2 separate regions of the Cyprinus carpio genome follow, and region 1 is linked to region 2. The links are chromatin contacts, called in public Hi-C maps. All regions are on one chromosome and are shown on one strand. Each heading gives the region's core, a stretch centred on a gene start, on an enhancer-like site or on the middle of the called end of the contact. The rest is flanking DNA. Distances are from core to core; before and after follow the strand shown.

Region 1 (3,396 bases), core at 121-2,620, 120 kb before region 2:
CAACTGTGGGATTACTTTTGTACAATGATGTGTGTTTACAATACTGAGAATGTGAAAGGTTTTATTCTCCTCAGCTGTGTTTTCAATATCACACCTTGTGGTATTTGAGCAAGCTGTTGAATTTTTTTTAATGCATAGCTTAACTGTTTATAGTTAAAGAAATTCTTTGGTTGCTCCTCCTGTGTATGTTATGCAATCTGAGCAAAACAGTCTAGTGTCCGTTTGCTAAGTAGACAGCTGGGCTGCCTTCAGGGGCTGTAGTAGCAATCTTCCCTTTTACTGTAAAATGATGTAATGTTTTGGAATGTCAGCAGCCTATTCCTCACACACACACACACACACACACACAGGGTGGGTAAAATAATACATACCGTTCTCCTCACCAGGATTAGGGGTTTTTTTTTTTATGTGTAAATGTGCTTCACTGAAACCATAAAAACTGAATTGTAATAAAAGAGTACTGCTGAGATATGCAATGGGAACTGAAGGAGAAAAAAGTGGAAATGTGAAGTGAAATATTTTTTCGGCTTGTTATTTTTTTTGCCTGTAGGTGGCGCCCAAGCCCTTTTTTCAACGATATGCATTGAGACCGTTAGGGGGCAGTGTTGTATCGTTTTTAATAGAGTTTGAGTTTCTTGAAGGATTTGATTTTTACTTTGTTTCAGCTTGTTGAAACTTTTAGGTTTCATATGTCTATATATATATATATATATATATATATATATATATATATATATATTTTTTTTTTTCTTTTTTTTTTTTTTTAATTAATGATACAATGCAAACAATAATTAATGATGAAATATTTTTATTTTGTATTTTTTTAAATGCATTTCTAGGCTAAAATGCACTTTAGTAATACATGGAAAGATAAGCAGAGGAAAACGTAACATGCAGATAAGTGTCATAGTTTATCACCCTGTGTATTAAATCTAGCACAACTTCAAAGTTTGGCCTTTCGGTCTCGATTATGCAATCGTATTCACCCACTAAACATTTACTGATATCAGAGCGACCAGCCTCGACCCGCATGAAGTCTCTCTCTCTCTCTCTCTCTCTCTCTCTCTCTCTCTCTCACACACACACACACACACAAACACACACACACACTCCTCAGTGGATCAAAACATTTGATCAAAGTTGTCCTAAAATTAAAATGCGTGAAAAAAGTAATGCATTAGTATTTATATATTATTTTTTTAAGCATTTATTGACTTTTCTTGTTTTAGAAATGTATGTTGATTGCACTGAGTTCATCTTGTAAGTTGTTCAGTGTTGGAGAGGGTCTGTGAGTGAGTGAGTGAGTGCGCGCACAGGAAGGGTGCAGAAAGCGACCAATCAAATCCACAGTCCCACCTTGAAAAGCAGGGCGTAACTTTGAGGCAACTTTGGCAGTAAGTTCCTCCTCTACGCGCTGTCCTCAAGCTTATATGTGCGGGAGAGCAAAGCAGACTCTTTACTGTTCTGGCTCGGCACTGCGCGGTGGGAGAAGACTAACAACACAAGCACGCAACGAGGAACCCAGCTTTTCCTTCTCCGAGTTTCAGAGCACATCTGAGACTAGCCTTTTCCGTATCTTTTGCACAAACTCTAAGCCAGAGGCAAACTAAACGCCTTCGCATCCAAAGGCTCCAAGTCGGTCCTCAAATGAGAAATCATCTGCTACTGTCTTCTTCTGAAGAAACAGAAATGTCTGCGACCATCCTGTCCGCTTTCTACGACATCGACATGCTGTACAAGGTACTTTGCTGTTTTAACAAACAAGCTTGCTTCTTATCTTTGCTGGGACTTTACAAAGTTAATGCATGGCCGAAACGAGGGCATAAATAGTTTTGCAACTATGCATTGATTTTAACTTCTTTTTTCTCCCCTCTGCACAGCAGGAGAAGAGCCTGAACATGAACGCCATTCACATTAACAGTATGCTGGATAAGAAAGCAGTCGGGGCCCCGGTAACGACCTCCAGCAGCAGCGCCAACAACTGCAACTCGTACGCGTCAGGATTCTTCCGTCGAAACTCCACCAGCAACATGGAGTCCATGACAAACGGCAACAAGTACCCCGCCAGTCCCTACAGCAGCATGAAGGAGAACGCCATCATGAACAAGGAGAACAAGTTCCGCGACCGCGCCTACAGCGAGAACGCCCAGCAGCTGCAGCAGAAGCCGGGCTCGCAGATCAACTCCACCCGCTACAAGACGGAGCTCTGCAGGCCCTTCGAGGAGAACGGCGCTTGCAAGTACGGCGAGAAGTGCCAGTTTGCGCACGGCTACCACGAGCTGAGAAGCCTGTCTCGCCACCCCAAGTACAAAACCGAGCCCTGTCGCACTTTCCACACCATCGGCTTCTGCCCATACGGTCCGCGGTGCCACTTCATCCACAACGCCGACGAGCGCAGACCGGCGCCGAGCAACGCCAACAGCGTGCAGGGAGAGTCCGCCAAGCCCGCTCGCTGCGAGCCGGTGAGCGGCTACGGACAGCAGCACCAGCACCGACCGAAACTCCACCACAGCCTCAGCTTCTCGGGTTTCTCCAGCCACCACCACCACCACGGACTCGACTCGCCCCTTCTCGAGAGCCCCACGTCGCGCACTCCGCCTCCCTCCAGCGGCTCCTCCTGCGCCGCGAGCTTCTACGAAGACGCTCGGTGCCTCGGAAACAGTGCCTTCTCTTTCACCGGCCAAGACCTTAAAGCCCTGCTCGCGCCGCTGGCCGTGCACACGCACAACGGTTATTACGCAAACCTTCAGGTCAACATGGGCGACGGCCTCGGCCACTTGCAGTCCCTCCAGCGCCTGTCAGAGTCGCCGGTGTTCGACTCGCCCCCCAGCCCGCCCGACAGCATCTCTGACCGGGAGAGCTACGCCAGCGGCTCGCTCAGCTCCTCCGGAAGTCTCAGCGGCTCCGAGTCTCCCAGTCTGGACGGCGGGAGGCGTTTGCCCATCTTCAGCAGGCTGTCGATTTCCGATGATTGATCCGCTTTAGTTGCTGTTGCTGTGGACTCGATAGCGGAGGAGTCTCCCGTTTAGATACGTAGTTGAGCAATAGACTTTTTAATCTCGAGGGAGATGGATTTGTTTTTGTCAGACTCTCGACATGGCATTAGTCTGTTTGAACTGCTTTGAAGGCATTCCACCGGTGCAGTTTGTTGCATTCTCTTGGTCTTTTTGGACCACCTACTTTCCAGATTTTTGTACAAAAGACTTGTGAACGTGAAAGACAGAGCGGTTTCAGATTTTCCTTCATCCTTGCCAAGAATATGCCTTGACGAAAAGTATACTAGTTTTCAAAGTATGTACATCCATTCCAAAAGTTATCCAGTATCGCGACGCCACCCAGTGGTTTGGTTGGTTTGTGCAGTTTGAAGCTCTCTCGTTTGGCTTGTTGGGAAATCAC
Region 2 (3,771 bases), core at 3-2,502:
ATCTTCTGACCCTGAGCAGAGCCGCTCTGCAGAGTCATGCCTAGCCAGCACTGTTAAACTGAGGATGAGTAAAGGTGATGAAGATGAGCAGCTGACATGACATGTCAAACAGTGACAGCAGTGTTGTGCACACTATATATGTTTTTAAACAAATTATTATAGATGGAGCATTGAAAGGTGAATGCAATTTCTGGGAATGCTGTCTTCCATTGGCCATAAAAACAGATACACCCCCAACCCCCCAAACTCACACAATTGATCGAGCCAGTATTGCTGTGTTGGACAAGTTATAATGTTAAAAAAACAGAACAATGTTTTGATTTTCACAGAGACTGCTAGTAACCTGTTATTAATACTTCACACATACAAAAACATAATGAAACCATTAAGGACGTGCATTTAGTATAGCAATCATTTGGTTTTATAATGCACATCAGAGATGAAAGCTCACAATGTGTTGCTGAAATAAGATTAACATACGGTGTGCAAGCTCAAGTGGTTTGCATGCGTAAAGGAACTGAAGGGCACTTGTGTCTCTGATTCCTATTACAAGATTCAAAGCAGCCATATCCTGGCAATCTTGTGGTCAGGGACACCATTCCTCTTTTCCCCACTTCAAGTGAACAGAATTCCAGTCCAACGGCCTTCAGCCCCAGCAACAGAATGGCTCATTTCCAGTTAGGAGAAGAAATCCCACCACACACACAGTTTCCAGCGCCACTACACAGAATTCCCACCGCAAGCAACAGACAAAGAAGAGCGAATGCTTTTAATGGAGGTGGGAGAGATGGATCAGTGTGCCAGTCAGCAGTCAGTTTGAAAAATGTATTATCACTGCCAAAATAATAACATGTAAGTTTTCTGTTGGAGTTTTGTCCTCACGTCATTTTTCCATACATTACTTTTGGAAGAAATTATTCTAAATGGCAATTAATTTAGAGAAAGAAAAGGATAAGAAATATAGAAAGAAAGAAAGAAAGAAAGAAAGAAAGAAAGAAAGAAAGAAAGAAAGAAAGAAAGAAAGAAAGAAAGAAAGAAAGAAAGAAAGAAAGAAAGAAAAAGAAAGAAAAAAAAAGAGTCAAGTCTTAGCAGGCTACACTAAGCATTCAATGCTACACTGCTACACTGTCGCTCACCGCTCTAATTGCTTAACAGCAGGCAGTCGAGGGCTATAATTGGCCTAAATGACTATATGCTCAGCACTAAGTTGAAATAGCCCATTAAAGAATGATTATTTGCTAAGCAATGTGACTGACAGTCTACTGTATCTCCATTCACAATGTCCTGAGCCTCAGAGTTTGTCCTCTTGCTATTGAGATCCACAAAAGTGAACTAAAAGTCCAGAAGAACTGTTTGTTCCTGACCTTGCCATTCTAGGATCACCAAACTGTGTTGGTGCAACAGGCTGGGAGCTCATCGCTCAATCATCATGTCAGGTTTCAATGCTAAAGAGTTTAGAAATAGCAACAGTTTTCTAGGAGAGTCGTGTAGTATCAGAGTGCCATCTAGTGGTGGTTTGACCTGTCAAATTCACTCATCCAGTGATTAATCAACAGAATAGTAGTAGTAGTCCAAGAAGCAATTCTTAAAAAATCTGAAAGTACACATCAAAACCTCTTTGGAGTCATTTAGGGGGCTCTGTTATGCATCATGAGGCAAAAGAAGGAGACAAATCAACAGTTGACGCAACTCTAAACGAGAAGGCGCAATGGGGCTCGTATCTAGATACAGATATTTGAGTAATACATGTCCTAAGTGAACCTGGAAAGCATCAACGTGATGTTTTGAGGAACTTATGCAAGCAAGATATGTCACCCCTATGAACCATTAATCATTAAACCATAAACAAACATGAGTGATAGGATGCATTAGTCAAACTGAGACATTTGGAGGATTGCTATTTCATTGTAGGCTGTGTGTGTATGTGAGGCGGAGGAAAGACTTGTATAAATCCTTCCATTGTAACTATATTTGTTTATGTCACACATACAGAACAGGGTTTGCCACCTTGACCTCATTAACACACAGCAATCAGCAACCACAGCAGCAATGCTGATTGCTGAACACACGGAAAACACCAAAACAAATAAACCCGCTGATAGTGACAGACAGAGGTGAAATGTGTGGAGGGTCAAACGGGGTTAGGAGTAATGATGAGTTTGACCCACAAACCCTTGTAACACTGAACTATATGTGGTCTTAAACTCCAGGCAAACCCTTACTGTGGTGTTACCATGGTACAGATGGTATGACATGGCAATACAATGATACTTAATGTTTACCATATTCACATAGAAATGATTTTATATCGATAAATGTTTTAATATAATATAATATAATATAATATAATATAATATTTTTTTATATTATAATATAATATAATATAATATATACAGAAGTCTATTATGCTAATTAAAGCTGCATTTATTTGGTCAAAAATATAGTTAAAAAACTATATTGTGAAATATTGTTAGAACTTAAAATAACTGTTTTAGTTAAAAAACTATATTGTGAAATATTGTTAGAACTTAATGGAAAACGTCTAAGGTTACGTATGTAACCCTGGTTCCTCGAAGGAACGAGACGCTGCGTCGGTGACGCTTTGGGGAACGCCTCTAGCGTGACGTCTCTGAATCACGTGTGTAATCAGTCCAATGGATGGGCGAGACGTCATAGGCGGGTGACGTCATAGACCAGGAAGCATAAAAGCACGAGCGGCGAAGCCGGTATCCAGCCTCAAGGATGAAGCAAGCGCCGGCCAGAGATGCCGGAAGTGTGGCACTGCGACGCAGTGTCTCGTTCCTTCGAGGAACCAGGGTTACATACGTAACCTTAGACGTTCCTCTTCAGGAACTCGAGCTGCGTCGGTGACGCTTTGGGGAACGAGAATGCCCACGCCGCCAGACTTACAAATCTCTGCCTAGTGTGGGAAACTGCACAGCTAAAGCAAGAGAAGGAGTCAGGACCCTGACAGTAATCGGGACAACCCGTCCAATGGCCAAACTTCAGAGGAGTGAGACTTGACCCCCAAGAGAGGGGAGATCAGAGGACTCGAGGCTTCAGGATAGCATCCTAATCCACCGCTTAGCCTAAGCTTCTACTGGCGAAGGGCCTTAGCCTCAGCGCACCGCAGAGGAAACGTGTAACCAGAGGGTGTCTGCCCACTGACTGGCCACCGAGAGGGGCGCGGTAGGTCGCAATGGGCGCCACGTAGACCTTCAGGGTGGAGTGGGTCAACCCTGCGGAGAGAAGGGCCTGCAGGAACTCCAGCACTGTACCAACCGGGCAGTTTAACTGGGTCGAGCTGGCGGTCTCCGCACCAAGAAGTGAAATCTTCCACTTCAAGACATACAGTTTCCTCATTGAGGGAGCTCTGGATTGGAGAACAGTCTCAACAACCTCGGTTGAGAGACCGGAAGCTAAGAGTTGTGCCTCCTCAGAGACCACACCTCCAGCCTCTAAGCTCCATGCGGGGGCGCACCCTCCGCCTGCGAGAGGAGATCTCTCGTGACGGGAACCTCCCAAGGAGTGCCGTCAAAAAGAGAAATCAGGCCATACCCGGCCCGGCCAGAACGGGGGCTACTAACAGCAGCCGGACTCCGTCCCAGCGCACTCTCTCCAGAACTCCCGGGAGCAGAGCAATCGGGGGAAAACGTACAGATAAAGCCTCGGCCACATCTGTACCATGACGTCCAGCCCCAGTGGAGCTGGATGAGTCAGAGGAAGCCAGAGGGGACAGTGCAATGTCTCTCGAGTTGCAAACAGATCCAC

The links. A called contact is a pair of places that touch in the nucleus more often than the background predicts.
Region 1: a contact with region 2 is called in a Hi-C map of skeletal muscle, with 4 times the contacts expected there. The contact joins the promoter of LOC109076348 here to the enhancer-like site in region 2. A contact is called at or near these places in 4 of 8 Hi-C or Micro-C datasets (liver and skeletal muscle).

What each region holds. Positions count from the first base shown.
Region 1 is chrB13:9,422,316-9,425,711 of ASM1834038v1, reverse strand. It overlaps LOC109076348 (mRNA decay activator protein ZFP36L2-like), which reads left to right and starts at 1,370. Exons shown (of 2, transcript XM_042736375.1): 1 at 1,370-1,740; 2 at 1,884-3,396. The coding sequence starts at 1,648. The coding sequence ends at 2,975. It overlaps thada (thyroid adenoma-associated protein), which reads left to right. Exons shown (of 39, transcript XM_042736377.1): 39 at 1-3.
Region 2 is chrB13:9,304,867-9,308,637 of ASM1834038v1, reverse strand. No RefSeq gene overlaps it. Among protein-coding and RNA genes, the nearest start is that of trnai-uau, 81 kb to the right of the region's middle. Within about 2 kb of position 1,252, at least 1 of the 8 cell types and tissues checked has an H3K27ac peak or open chromatin away from gene starts, as enhancers often do. A contact at or near this core is called in skeletal muscle, where this site is marked.